2 separate regions of the Triticum aestivum genome follow, and region 1 is linked to region 2. The links are chromatin contacts, called in public Hi-C maps. All regions are on one chromosome and are shown on one strand. The core of a region is the stretch at or near the end of the contact, and the rest is flanking DNA. Distances in the headings are between cores, read along the strand shown.

What was found. A called contact is a pair of places that touch in the nucleus more often than the background predicts.
Region 1: a Hi-C map of leaf shows a contact between it and region 2, with 4 times the contacts expected there. The contact joins the enhancer-like site here to the promoter of LOC123147468 in region 2. A contact is called at or near these places in 4 of 5 Hi-C or Micro-C datasets (leaf and root).

The regions. Positions count from the first base shown.
Region 1 is chr7A:543,288,455-543,294,943 of IWGSC CS RefSeq v2.1, forward strand. No RefSeq gene overlaps it. Among protein-coding and RNA genes, the nearest start is that of LOC123148071, 11 kb to the right of the region's middle. Within about 2 kb of position 4,372, at least 1 of the 8 cell types and tissues checked has an H3K27ac peak or open chromatin away from gene starts, as enhancers often do. A contact at or near this core is called in leaf, where this site is marked.
Region 2 is chr7A:542,812,744-542,820,258 of IWGSC CS RefSeq v2.1, forward strand. LOC123147468 (cysteine-rich and transmembrane domain-containing protein WIH1) reads right to left here and starts at 1,410. Exons shown (of 3, transcript XM_044566720.1): 1 at 1,260-1,410; 2 at 1,000-1,171; 3 at 561-905. The coding sequence starts at 1,275. The coding sequence ends at 860. It overlaps LOC123151839 (cysteine-rich and transmembrane domain-containing protein B), which reads left to right and starts at 3,750. Exons shown (of 2, transcript XM_044571482.1): 1 at 3,750-4,270; 2 at 4,382-4,703. The coding sequence starts at 4,074. The coding sequence ends at 4,427.

The DNA of each region.
Region 1 (6,489 bases), core at 3,122-5,621, 480 kb after region 2:
CACATACAACAGAAACGCGCAAACGACTGCATCGCTTGGGCCCGACCACCCACCGACTGCCCACCGTAATCGGGAACTCTCACAAATTTTCCTCGCCCTAATTCTACCATATATTTTATTTCATGAACAACCCGAAGAATGTCATGCAGATGCTATCTAGCCCGCCCAGGACAAAAATCCATTTTCTGTCATAATTTTTTGTCATAGAAGTAGGAGCCCACCACATCTATGATGATACGTATTTTTTCACAATTATTGTCATAAAAGTGTCACATCCATGACAGAAAAGGTTTTCATTCGGGCTATAATATCACAAAAGTGTCTTTTCGAGCGCGGTCGTATGGAACGTCGTGTTCTGCACTGGAGGCGCGGGGACGATTTCTTCTTTGTCCTTCTTGCTTGATTCTTTATGGTAGGCGATTATCGCTTTAAATACGTGATTCCACTACCATTTCTCGGGATTTCTTCCATCAAGCATTATTTGGTCCAAATATCATTACTTGAGGAAAAACAACAAAAAGATGTGCCTGAATGCGGTAAAATTCCATAAAGCCTACTAGGTATGCACAAAAATATCAACAAAAAAATCACATAATTTGGGCTCATCCGCAAACTCTGGCGATGCTAAACAGAGGACGAGATGGGGTAAGTACATGGAGTACATGGCTCCTCAGGACCAGCGTGCCGCAGCGTTCTGGACTAGCAGGTTGGTGGCGCCGGAGGACGAGCACGATGCGATGTGGATGGTAGTCAAGGCGCCAGCGGCAGGTGAACGTGCAAGACCCATCGTTCTTGACCAAAATGATGAGGATGAGATTGCCGTTGGTGCGGTGAAAGCGGTGGAGGAAGAAAAGAAGATGGCTATGCCCCCCCCCCTCCCCCGCCGCCACTTGAAGTGGCTCCGAGATCGCCGCGACTAGGATTAGGTGCTTGTAAACTAGTTTTACCCCAATCTCACCCCCGATGTAATAAAAAAAGGGTCGTAAGAACCCTAAAATCCACCGGTGCGGAACTGATGGATTCGAGAGGTTCATTGGTCGTGTTTCCCCTTTTTCCCTATACCAATCCCCCACCCCCGATGTGTTTAATACCCTCCCTAACGCTCCAATTGTGTCCGCAAAACAAATTTAATGCGACTGGAAAGCAATAAATCAAGAGACATGGTCAGGGTTTACCGCCATTGTCGATGTGTTGGTCAGTCCAGTGCTTGCCACCGCCTACGATCGTCTTGCAGTCAGTCACTCCGGTGCTCGCCGTCTTCGGTGTAAGTGGGGAAGAGAGGAGAGAGAACGGTGCGGAAAGGAAGGTGAGGGTAATTTATGACGTGGCTTCAGGAAACAACACGACGTCTTGAGACAGCATCCACGCATGTAATCGTCAATGCCCACATGCCTCAGGTTGCATCGCTCGGGCCTGGCTTTGAAAAAAGGCCGATTCGGCCGTTCCTCTGGATGCAGGCCAAGATGTACTTTAGGTTTCACGCGAGTCCATTTTTTGATGCCACCCACGCAACTAAACAGACCAAGAACTGCCTGCACGAACCTAGCTGGACCTAAGGGAGGCTATGAACTGCGTCCTCATGCACGCAGGTTCAGCTTCGTGTGTCTTTCTAACACAAGAAGTTCGCCGCGTGAATGTGCAACATACGTATCAACACGTGGGCCCAGCACGGAAGGACCTTATCTGAGATGCACTGCCCCATAGTCGTAGGCATGGGTTAAGATGGTGCCAACTTTTTACATGGAACAAGGTTCCCACAGTCACGGGCCATTTTCTCCTCCCCACCCATACATGCATGTGCCCAGAGAGGGATATACATCCAACTAAAAGAAAATGATTATAATTTATATATACATGGAAAAAACACTAGCGTCGTCGCACCATGGTCCAGACCTTAATTAGAACCTTCACGAGGCCGTAAAGGATTTGACCCACTGTCCATTTCTGCTCGTACAAGAAACTTCAAGAGTGAACAGCTGCTTCCCCCTCAGTGTACATGCGTGCGTACATACGTGTTAGGAAACCAACGGTGCCTTGAGCTTTCGAGGAGCTGTGGCGCTTCCTGGAACAAATCCCGCTGTTGTTTTCAAGGCGTACGCCCTTCATGCATGTTTGCCGCGTACTGCCGTCGAAGTGGATTTGGGTTTGAGACCGGAGAATCAGTGTGATGGACATGCATGTGATGTGATGATCATGACAAGATTCGTTGTGCATCGCCATGTTGCTCTCTGATCATGTTACATCCAACACTATACTGCATACAAATATGGCAGTATTACCATTGTATTAATGCGTGTGGTTAAACGGAGATGGACGACATATATACTACTCCCAAACACAATACGTTCTACTCCCTCCGTTTCTAAATATTTGTCTTTTTAGAGATTTCAAATGGACTATCACATACGGATGTATATATACATATTTTAGAGTGTAGATTCATTCATTTTGCTCCGTATGTAGTCACTTGTTGAAATCTCTATAAAGACAAATAATTAGGGACAGCGGAAGTAGCATTTATGTGAATCGAATATACGTAGTTTAAGATTATTTGAAGCATCGCATGAAATTACTATAACTTTATTTACAAACTCACTCCTTCGGTTCATATCAACCAACGTCACACCTGGCACACGTGTTAGCCATTCGGCACCCATCCGCGAGTTTGAGCGAAAAGTCAGGGAGGACTTTTGCATCATGTTACGCTGATCAATACCGTGAACGTGAGTACGTAGCAGCCATGCGTACATAAAATAAGCTTTGACTTTGCCTGCATCTCCAAACGCATCTCAAGAAGGCCGCAACAAATAAACCTGGGAAAGTTTGCATGTGAGAGGTTGGGCACCTGTGTACGTGTACGTGTAAATACAACTCTCTCCGTCTCATAATACATTAGTGTAAAAAACGTTCCTGTATTATGCGACAGAGGGGAGTATTGCACTTCTATATAGTACTAGTTTGCATGAATGAAGTTTTATAAAGTATATGAAAGTAAAATATCACACAAAATACTTTTTCTTCCAAGAGATAATACAATACAATTTTTCCATAACCCGCAAATAAAAAAAATACAATTTGTCCATGAATCCAATTTCTTATTGTTGCATTCTGAGTCAGTGAGCCTATACTCAGTTGAAATTGCGTGCACTATTTTTCTTTAAAAGAGCTGACTTTTCAGGCCACGTTCTGTGACGGCTAAGAGCAAGGGGTTGTTAAGTAAGCATAACATGCCCTCAGTTTGCTGTCTGAAATCCTGGTGTTTCAGGGGTGGGTGGGGGTCATTGACTTCTCGAGTATCGCGAGCAACTGGTAGGTGTTTGACGGTTTACATGAAAAGAATTCGCAAAAAAAAAGGGTTTACATGAAAAGTGAGTAGCCAAGACTTACCTAAACTTTAACTAAGTGTACTGCTCAAAGACCTTTTTTTTAACACAGTATAGACACAAGTGCTCATACATACACGCATGCACTCACCTCTATGATCCAATTACAGATTGGTTCGCTACTACTCAAAGACTTATTCATGTTTTATATATGTGTTTATCTATCCTCTCTCGCTCGGACCACAAGCCAAAAGAGAAATCTAGTGATACGTAATTAGTGAATTAAAGCGGCTATAAAAAATACTCCTTGCCTTCACAAACATAAGATGTTCTAAAAAAAATCAGAATCAAATATATACAGACATGTTTTACTGTGTTTCTTCACTCATTAGTCCATATGTAGTCCATACTGAAATATTCAAAATGTTATATATTTGTTATCGGAGGGAATACTACTGAACAGGCCTATATATGTAAGTGAGTTGAGTGTGGTTTGGTACATAGGCAGTCACACAATGTTTTGTGCAAAAAAAAAAGTCTATGTGCATGGGATGATACAGACGCCGGTGGTGAACCTTCTTTTTCAACAAACAAAAAACGTAGAAACCCACGAATGCCATGGGCAGAGCGCTTTTCAGGGCAATATTATCATTTTTGCGTAGGTGGTCATGCATGCATGCATGCACCGATGGTGTAGGGGTTCATGCACCAGTCGATGTCCCCGAAATTGCATTCGTTCGCGTACGAGCCATGTTTTCTCATGGACAGGAGCAATCTATGCATCGTGCGCGTACGAGCCTTTTTACGTGTGGATATATGGTCTGCAAGGTGTCATCGATGAAGCCAAGTTATCAAGGTCGCTCGTGCTCAGAGTTTTGACCGGAACCTCCACGCCGACTGCTGGCCGGTAGGATACGAAATTGCATTCGTCCGCCGGATGCAGGCAAGGGCTGCGTGAGCCTGCCACGCGGCGCCCATGTACGTACGTGCCTCGACCGGCCGGTCGATTTGGCGAGAGCCGTGGACGGCTAAAACACGCGTGCGTGACTGGGAGAGCGCTGTCGAAATCCCTCTTGACTGCACGCGAGCGCACGTAGTACGTACGTACCGTAGACTGTAGCACAGGTCGTGACCGGAGCGTGCACTGCGCGGCGAGCGTACGTGACACGTGTTGTCCCTGCAGGCTTTCTTCTTATCCGGTTATCCATTATCCCGGCTAGCTGAACGGCTAACATGTAGGTTAACCGTAGGTCGTGGATGCACTTCCACGGAGAGTGGGTCAAGGTGTTCGAGCTCTACGTACGTACGCAGCTTGACCACACGAGTGAGCAGTGACTGGGCTGGTCAAGTCTCTTGTGATCGTGTGAGGAAGTTGCCTATAAGTGCTGCACGTGCGCGCATGCGTGGTGCGGTGCGCTCGGTGTCCAGCTGGTCCGGCCGGCTGGGCGGTCGGTCGGATAGGGAGTTAGTTGCTCCGACGCCTTTCGGTTCGGAGATCACGCAGGACTTGACCCGGTCGATCGAGTCGACTCCTCGGCTAGCTCGGTCGAGATTCGGGCGTGCGAGCCATGGCCGACACTGCGGCAGAAAGCACGCACGCACTCGACGGATTCGCCTTTCGCGGGTTGATCATGCATGCACATATCCTGCTGGTTTGTTAATTAAGTAATGTAATCAAAGTTAGTCGGTTAGGCATGCTAATCTGCGGCTTAGACTAGTCACAATGAAAAGTAACTTAGACTAGTAACATCACATTTTACTAGGCTATGTTACTACCTCCACATTGGGTAGTAACATATATGTGTTGTTATGTTATGGTTCATTCATTAGTTATTAGTCTATAGACTCATATTGTCTTGGTATGTGTGATGTTACAGTAACTAGCTAAGTTACCATCATCACTTCTCTCATCATTAAATATGTGCCACATAAGCAAAATTATCTTAAAAAGTGTGATGTTACTAATGATGTTACTTCCACTGTGTCCAGTCTTATGCCCTCCTTCACCCCGGGTGCAACGAGTCGTCACCCGCCTAACTCTGGATTCTTTCTTTGGAGCCGCGTGATTGCACATGCATGCATGCATGCACCCGCGCAGCACGCGTCGGCGGAGCTCACGTACGTACGTCCCCACCCCACCTCACCACGCCTGACCTCACCGTGCACCATGCATGCATGTGCATGTCGCCGGCCGGCCGGCCGGGGGAACACGAGTCGATCAGCCAGCGTCGCGAACTCGTGATCGTCGATCACACGACCACGAAAAACGAGGCAAAGCCTAGCTTTACGTACGCTAGCGTACACATGCACCCCTGCTCTAGAACGATATCGCACCGGCCAAATGATTAGGGTTTTCCTTTAACATCCGAGGGTATCGATTCTGCGTGATCATGGGCCATCATGCACGTGCCAACATATACGTACGAATATATTTAAGATATGGCAAATGCAACGTGCAAACTACTTGTAAAGTAACGGCGACCATATACCTGATGCATTCATATCCTTGTTGCAGGCAACTTGTAAAGTTGCTGGTCGTGATTCGAATATCAGTATTTTGTTGTTCCCACACCTACTTGATAAAGTTTCGGATGATGGGCTTCCACGTTATACATATGTGGAAGTTTCTGGACACTTGAGGAAAGAAAAGAACAGAGCACCGATCAAACAACAATTTGTTTCTAAATGACTAGCTTCAAAAATAAAACACTTTTTTTTTGCGACGACTATAAAGAGTCACTCTCTAAATCGATGAATCATGACAAGTTTTTAGCTCATTGTTTAAAGAAGAAAAACCATCTCCATAAGATTTTAGCTATCAAATAGAAGTTGTCGATTCCAAAAATATGATGAATATTCATTTGATTTGTTTACTCCACGTCCTCCCAACCCATCTTTTAAGTTTTAATAACATTTGTACGATCAAAGCAAAAGAAAATTTAAAACTTAAAAAACGTTGTGGTGGGCATGTTAATGTCTGAATCATCAAAAGCGAAATCATTTTAAATGGAAGCTTAATTACACCAAGCCTATATAAGTGTTTTTTAGCACAATGGGGGGTAGCTTCAGTGCCTATTTGCAGCATGGCTAATTCGAACATTTAAGAAGCCCGTGGAACCGAAAATTAAAGCTACTACTCTATGCAATGCACACAATATTGCCCTGC
Region 2 (7,515 bases), core at 160-2,659:
AGTGTAGATACGCAAGACACATTTTCCTTGATATTCATAGATGGCTCGGGCTTCAACATGTCAACATTGACGAATGGAGCAACTTCAACGTGGTACAAGATTGGTGGCACTCCGTTATAAATGAAACGGCGACACTAGAAAAGGGTTAGCTTCTCTTATAATGCTTACATTGTGGGAGATTTGGTGCGAGAGTAATGACCAGGTTTTTGGAAATGGATCGTCAATGCCGAGCACCGTGAATACCAAGAAAAGAGGGAGGCCATGCTATAGGGACCACAGGGGCTAAACATTAGTATCCTTGTTGCCGCGAGAGTAATTTCATGTAATTCCGATCGAGTTTTGCTTCCGTACAACCCTCCCTCCCCCCTTTAGAAGTCTACATGATTCTTGAAGTTACTTAAAAAGGCTATCGCCATATTAGCCTGTGGATCAAACTTATTGAATAGTTTGGTTTGAATACAAAAGACTGTATTACCCTTTTTTATTAAATCGGTAACTTATAATCTTCACCTTTAATCCGCATCAAAATCTGTAAACTTTTCTAGTGGGTGTGTACCGGAGTAAAGTTCAAATGCAGTTATTGTCAGATTATTTCACTATAAAGACCAACAAATAATTCGATCATCACTGCCAACAAGGTAAACAACACCAAGAGAATATGCATTCAACGAGGCCACTAGCCGGATCAATCTCACAGGTCTATCTATCTAAATCATACGAATGGAAACAAAACAACGCACACGATCACACAAGAAAGTCGTGCTCCGGGACTAGTACTCAAACTCGATCATGACGAGCTCTATATGCCGCCGCGCCTGATCATGAGTCATGACGGTCGAACAACACCGGACGAAGTGGATCAGAAGCAGGCGTCGAGGAGGCAGCAGCAGCAGAGCGCCGCGCAGCTGCGACAACAGAAGAAGCAGACGATCATCATCAGGTCGTTACAAATGAGGCTACGGAGACAAGTGAGAACTCGGAACATGGGAGAAAAATCACCATCCTTTCAAGAACCCATCGCCGCCGTGGCCGTGCTCGCCGCGGCTGGTGGTGTCGCCGCCGGCCGGAGGGTACTGCTGGCCCTGCTGGTACGCAGCCGGCGGCGGCGCGACGTAGGCCTGCTGCTGGCCCGGCGGAGGGTACGCTGCTGCGGTGCCCGGCGGCGGGTAGCCTGCGTAACCAGAAGAAGCAAAAGATTACTCAGGATTCAACGATCGAAAGATCGATGCCCCTCCAGAGAAAAAGGAATTGGCACTTACCCTGCTGGTAGCTCATGATCGAGTTGCGGGAAGGGCTAGCAAAAACTCTGCAGAAACAATGCTCTGTTCCTCTGAGTTCTGACGCTGTTAATGTATGTCAATCAAGAACCAAAGAGGAGGAAGACGAATCGGCTAGGACTGGACGTCTGGACAGAACGGGATGGAGTGGAAACAGCATCGTCGAGCGTCTACTTATATCCGGTCAGTTTGCTTAGAGCATCTTCAACAGCCGCGCAACGCGCCGCATCTAAAAATGACATTTGCCGTGCGCCGTTCACCTGGTTTGGCGCGGCCGGCAGCGGTGGTTTCAACGGCTGCGCTAAAATGCAGCGCGCGCGTCGCTCCAGCAGCGCGTCAAAATGCACCGCGCGCGATCCATCGATGCATTGCATATGGCATTTTCAACACAATGATGAACATTTTTAACACAATAAAAATTTCACACAAACAAGTTGATGAAGTTCATGCCCACAAGTTTAAAATCATGCCCACAAGTTCATCCAACCAAGTTCAAAATGCAAATTAAGTTCAATACACAAAGGAAAGACACATCATTCCTCGTCCTCGTCCTCGTCCTCGTCCTCATCCTCATCTTTGGAAGACGATTCTTCCGCCTCCGAAGATGAATCTTCCTCCCTCTCGCGCACCGCATCACGTGAAACTCCGACGGTGTTGGCAAGATCTTCAACGGCATCTTCATGGGAATGTGTGTGAGGAGGCTCATCGAAAGACATTCCTCCCATAGCGGCCGGAGGTGCACCCATGCCTCCCATGAGAGAAACAAAACTCATGCCTCCCATCGTGGTCATAGCGTCGGGGGGTGCTCCAAAGCCAGCCATGCCTCCCATTGCACCTAAACCGCCCACGGTACCTTCGAAGCCACCCATGACATCCATGGCGCCGAGGCCACCGCCACCCATTGCACGAACCATGGCTCTTTTTCGGATCAAGACTTCTTGTTGGGCAAGATTGACATACTCCTTTTGCACCGCATTGAGGTTAGTTGTGTCCAAGAAGAACAAGTGCTTCTCCCATTCCAACAACCTAGTTCGCTCCTCATTGCTCACCTTCCTCTCCTCGGCCGCCACCCTCCTCTCCTCGGCCGCCAACCTCCTCTCCTCGGTCGCGGCATCTTGGGTCCTTGCCATTTTCCTCACCTCGTTGGCTTCTTTTTTTGTCTTCACAATAGCTTCCATAGCATGTTTGAGCTCATCATCTCCTTTCTTCTTCTTCTTTTGGGTTTGGTCTTTCTTGCACCCATCCGGTCGCTTTGGCTTCGAGTAAAAAACCGAGTCGGGTGTAGGGCTTCTCTTGCCGTCATCACTTGATGCATCATCCTTGGAGGCATTTCGTCGAACATGTTGTGCGCGCCGGCCGCCGGCTCAACGAGCGAGCTTGCCGGCGCTTCGGCAGCCGCCGCGCCCGTCGCACGCCCCGCAAGCTTCTTCCTCTTCGCCTTGGAGGTGCCGAAGCCGTCCGCCGCCTTGTTTTTCTTCGCCGATGTCTTGCCCTTCTTTAGCCGCGCCGCATTGGGGAGCTTTGAGGAGGAGGGGGCGGCGGCTCGGGCCGGCGCCGGCGCGACGCCACCCGCCACCGAGGTCATCCGCGGCGGCATGAAGAGGCCGCGCGCGAGGCCGCTCGTCGGAGGAGCTCTGGCGGCGGCGAGGCCAACGCCATCCGGGCTAGGGTTTGTGGCGGCGGCGGCGGCGGGGTCACGGCTATAGGACGGGGTGAGCGGGGTGCCGGTGCGTGCGTCCATGGGTGCGGGTTGCCGGCGCCGGCGCGCGCGGGGCTTTGGAGGGGGAGAAGAAGAGTGCGCAGCGCGAGCGTCGAGTGTGCCGCGCGCGGAAGCGGGCGCCGCAAATACACCGCGCGAGGTACCGCTTCCACGCGCGCGCCCAACTTCTTATACCGCGCGCGCGGCTATTGGGCGCCCGCTGGAGCCATCCACCGGGTTGCGCGTGCGCTAAAACGGACGATTTTGCGATGCGGCTCCTGTTTAGGGCGGCTGTTGGAGATGCTCTTAGACGCGTCGTCTTGCCTGAGACAGTCAGACGGAGACTGGTTGACGGATTGTTGCTTAAACTAAAGGGAAGAAATCCACGCGGCGATGGCGCGGCGTCGCTCTCGTGGGCCGGTGGCTGCAGGTGACGGTTCCGTCTTTCCTTCCTTCCTTCCTGGCTGTGCTTATCAGCGGCGAACCTTCGTCGTCGACGAAGGCCGGTGTGCTGGATCAAATCAAATAGCGGATCCGTAGCGGGTCAACTGCATCCAGAGCAGAGGAGATGCCACGGATGGACGAATCGGTGCACGCCACGACGGAGGAGTACGCATAGTCCAACACGGTTGAGCCGCCGGCATAATTACACGCGCTGATTAATGATTAGCAGAGACGACGCCGTGGCGTCTTGGATTTCTGCTCTAGGCTCCTCTCTGCTTGGTGTGGTGCACCAGCCGGGACCTCCCAGTTGGACCAATGGCGGTCAACCACGCACGAGGCCCCCGCCGTCCAACGGAACCATGAGCACGCCCGAGGCGGCATGCAAGCGCAACACCTGAGAGCGCGTCGTCCGTGGCACGGTGGCATGGCAGGCAGGGCAGTTCAGCTGTCTCCTTTCGCTTTCTCTTCTCCCCCCCAAGTCGACCGACGCGGGTAAGCAACCGTGTCTGTGCAGCTCCTACAAATACAGACGCTCGGCGATGCACTCTTCCTAATCCTATCCATTCCCTTCATCTTCATAGCAGCAAAGCCTCTTTTCTCCATCCTCCTCTAGGTTCTTGATCGCTTCAGGAAGACACATCAGTAATTCCATCATGAGCTACCAGCAGGGCGCCACCGCCACGGCCTACCCTCCGCCGGGCCAGCAGCAGCAGCAGGCCTACGTAGCGCCGCCGCCGCCGGCCGGCTACCCGCAGAAGGACCAGCAGTATCCTGCCGCCGCCGGCGCCGACACCACCACGAGCCGCGGCGGCCATGGACACCACCACGGCGGCGGCTTCTGGAGAGGCTGGTAAGTCTTGTTCGTCCCTTCTGAGTCCTGTCTGCGCATGCATCCTTCCCGTGCATGGCCTTGTTCATGGTGATGCTTAATCATGTTTGTCTGCTTCTTCTCTTGTTGCAGCTGCGCCGCTCTGTGCTGCTGCTGCCTCCTCGACGCCTGCTTCTGATCAAGTCAATTTCATCCATCGTGCTCGGTTAGGCTACGTGGCCTAACGACTGCACCTGCTGTTCATCACGGTTGATGTGGAGTCCGGATGTCATCTAGTAATTGTTTGTTTTCCTTTTTCGCTTGGTTGGTTACACTTTTGTGAGCAGTGCTATTTGTTGGTTGCTCAGCACCATTTCTGTGTAGTATGTCATGGTGATGTGGCCCGATCTCTTGTACATTGATTATGTTAATATATAAAGATGGTTAGTAATATCACTGTGCAACAGTCGCTTCACCTCTTCAATTTATACATGATTGCTGATGGAGCCATAACCGAGCTCGCTTCGGTGGGACGATGGAGTGTGGATACAGTTATTGTGTAATAAATATTGGCACTCAAAGATGTTGTCTCAAGTCACTGCTTAACCGTTTGATTCACCCTTCTGCAAGGGTTTGATAAAAACTAAGGTTGCTTTTTTCAATAGGGGAAGGTTACATATTGGTGATGGCCTACCAACTAGGTTCTCGGTGTTGAGTTGTATATTTTGTACATTATGTAACGTTGTACTCTTTCGGTGTACCGATCCTACAAGATCCTAGATTGTAGGATCTGAGCTCATTCCCGCATGGCCTGCGTGCCTAACTCTCCGGAACATTCTCTCCCTCTCTATGTAAACACTGATTGTACCAGAAACACTCAAGAAAATCATAACACAGTTTCCAACTTGGTATCAGTCGCTAGGGTTTCCTCATGGCTCCGGACGATCTCTCCTCCTCTCCCTCCGCCGCCGCCACGAGCTCCACCACGTCGCCGGGCTCCCTCTCCTCCTCCTCGGCGCCTCTTGCCGGCACCACTCCCCCCTTCGTCTTCGGCACCACCCCAGCCCTCTTCAGCGGCTCCTCACCTGCCACGGCATCCCAGTTTGCCCCTCTCTTCACCACCGCCGACTCTTCTCCCGCGCCACCGCCGGCCTCCTCCCCGACCCATCCTATCTTCCACGACCACATCACGAACCACATCAAGTTTTTCCTCAACCCCGCGGATCACAACTACCATAAGTGGAAAACTTTCTTTCTGATGGTTCTCGTTCGCTACGGCGTCTCCTACCTTCTCGACCATCCCCCCTCCCAATGCTCCGGCGCAATATCTTGAGCTCGACGCCCACATCTTCCTGTGGATCTATGCCACCCTCTCGGACACCATGTGCGACCATGTGGTCGGCACCACCACCACCTACGCCCTATGGCACAAGATCAAAGACTTCTTTCTCGCCAATCGCGATGCTCGCTTCATGATCCTCAACCGTCAACACCGAACCTCAAACAGGATGATCTCTCTGTGTTCGAGTACGCATGCCGTCTGAAGCTCCTCACCGACGCCCTCGCCGATATTGATCGTACCGTCACCGAGGTGGATCTCACCACCCAATTTCTTCATGGCCTCGACAAGCAGCTCGACACCATCCGCATCGTCCTCGGTAACCAGGGCCTCCCCTTCGACACCGTGCTCTCCCGCGTTGTTGTCGCGAAGGAGTCGCAGGCGCAGCGCGCGACTGAGGAAGGCGCCTCTGCGTTCGCCATGGCGGGAGGCAGCTCTTCCAGCGCTGGCTCCTCGGCTGGCCCCTCAGGTGGTCGCGGCCACGGCGATCGCCTCTCTGATCGCGCCCTGGACGCCACCCCTCCGTCGGCCCCCTCCTTTGGCCGCGGGCGCGGTGACCGCTCTGGTGACGGCGGTGACCGTGGACGCGGGCATGGGCGCGGTCGCGACCGAGGACGCGGTGACCACTCTGGGCGCGGTCACCAGGCGGCTACCTTCTCCCCCTTTACGGGGTACTTCGCCCCCTACGGGATGACGCTCTCGTCGCCCCGCTCTGGCTGGATCCCGCCCAACGCCGCCGGTGTTCTTGGACCCCGCCCCGGCGCCCATGCTCAGGCGTACCACGCCTTCACGCCGTCTCCGGTGCCATCTACTCCGTACTATCAGCCACCGCAGCCGTCATGGGACCATCTCGCCATGCTCAACGCCGCCTTCAGCAACGGCGGCTACGCCAGGCCCCCGGCCCCCGAGTGGTACCTCGACAGCGGCACATCTTCGCACGTGACAGGCACCCAAGGTAATCTGACCTCGTCAAGTTCTTCATTTTCGCATTTACCCTCTAGCATTGTTGTCGGTAATGGGCATTCTCTTCCTGTCACTGCCACGGGCTCTACCACCCTCTCCTCTCATGATTTTCGCCTCACTGACATTCTTGTCTCCCCCAATGTCATTACTAGCCTCATATCCGTTCGTAAATTTACTAAAGATAATTCTTGCTCTATTGAATTTTACCCGTGTGGTTTTCTTGTGAAGGATCTTCACACTCAACGAGTTCTCATGATCTCCGTTAGCCACGGCGATCTCTACCCCTTCGTTGGCACTAAACCGGCACCGGCGTCTGCTCTCCTCGCCACCACCACCTCGGACTTGTGGCATCGCCGCCTTGGGCATCCCAGAGCACACACCTTTTCCTCACTCGCCCAACACTTTCTTAATGATTGTAATAAGGCTCCCCACACCCCATGTAATGCGTGCCAACTTGGGCGCCAACCCCGTTTACCTTTTCCATCCTCCTTTAGTAAAACATATGCTCCTTTTGATTTAATTCATTGTGACTTGTGGACATCACCCGTTGTTAGCTTTTCTGGGTTCCAATATTATCTTGTCGTGCTTGATGATTTTACGCATTACTCGTGGACATTTCCTCTTCGCAACAAATCTGACACCTCCACTGTGCTTCAACGCTTTTTTACGTTTGTGCACACATAATTCCACGTGATCATCAAGAGCATGCAATGTGACAACAACGGTGAATTCATCAATTTGTCCCTACGCACCTTCTTCTCCTCCAACGGCATTGCCTATTGCTTCTCGTGCCCCCATACCTCCCCGCAAAATGGCAAAGCCGAACGCATGATTCGTACCACCAACGATATCATGCGCACGCTTCTCCTTCAAGCGAACCTCACGCCCCCATTTTGGGTTGAAGTCCTTCACACTGCCACCTACCTTCTAAACCGACGCCCCTCTCGTACCATTGCGCCACACACACCACATCTTCTTCTCTGCG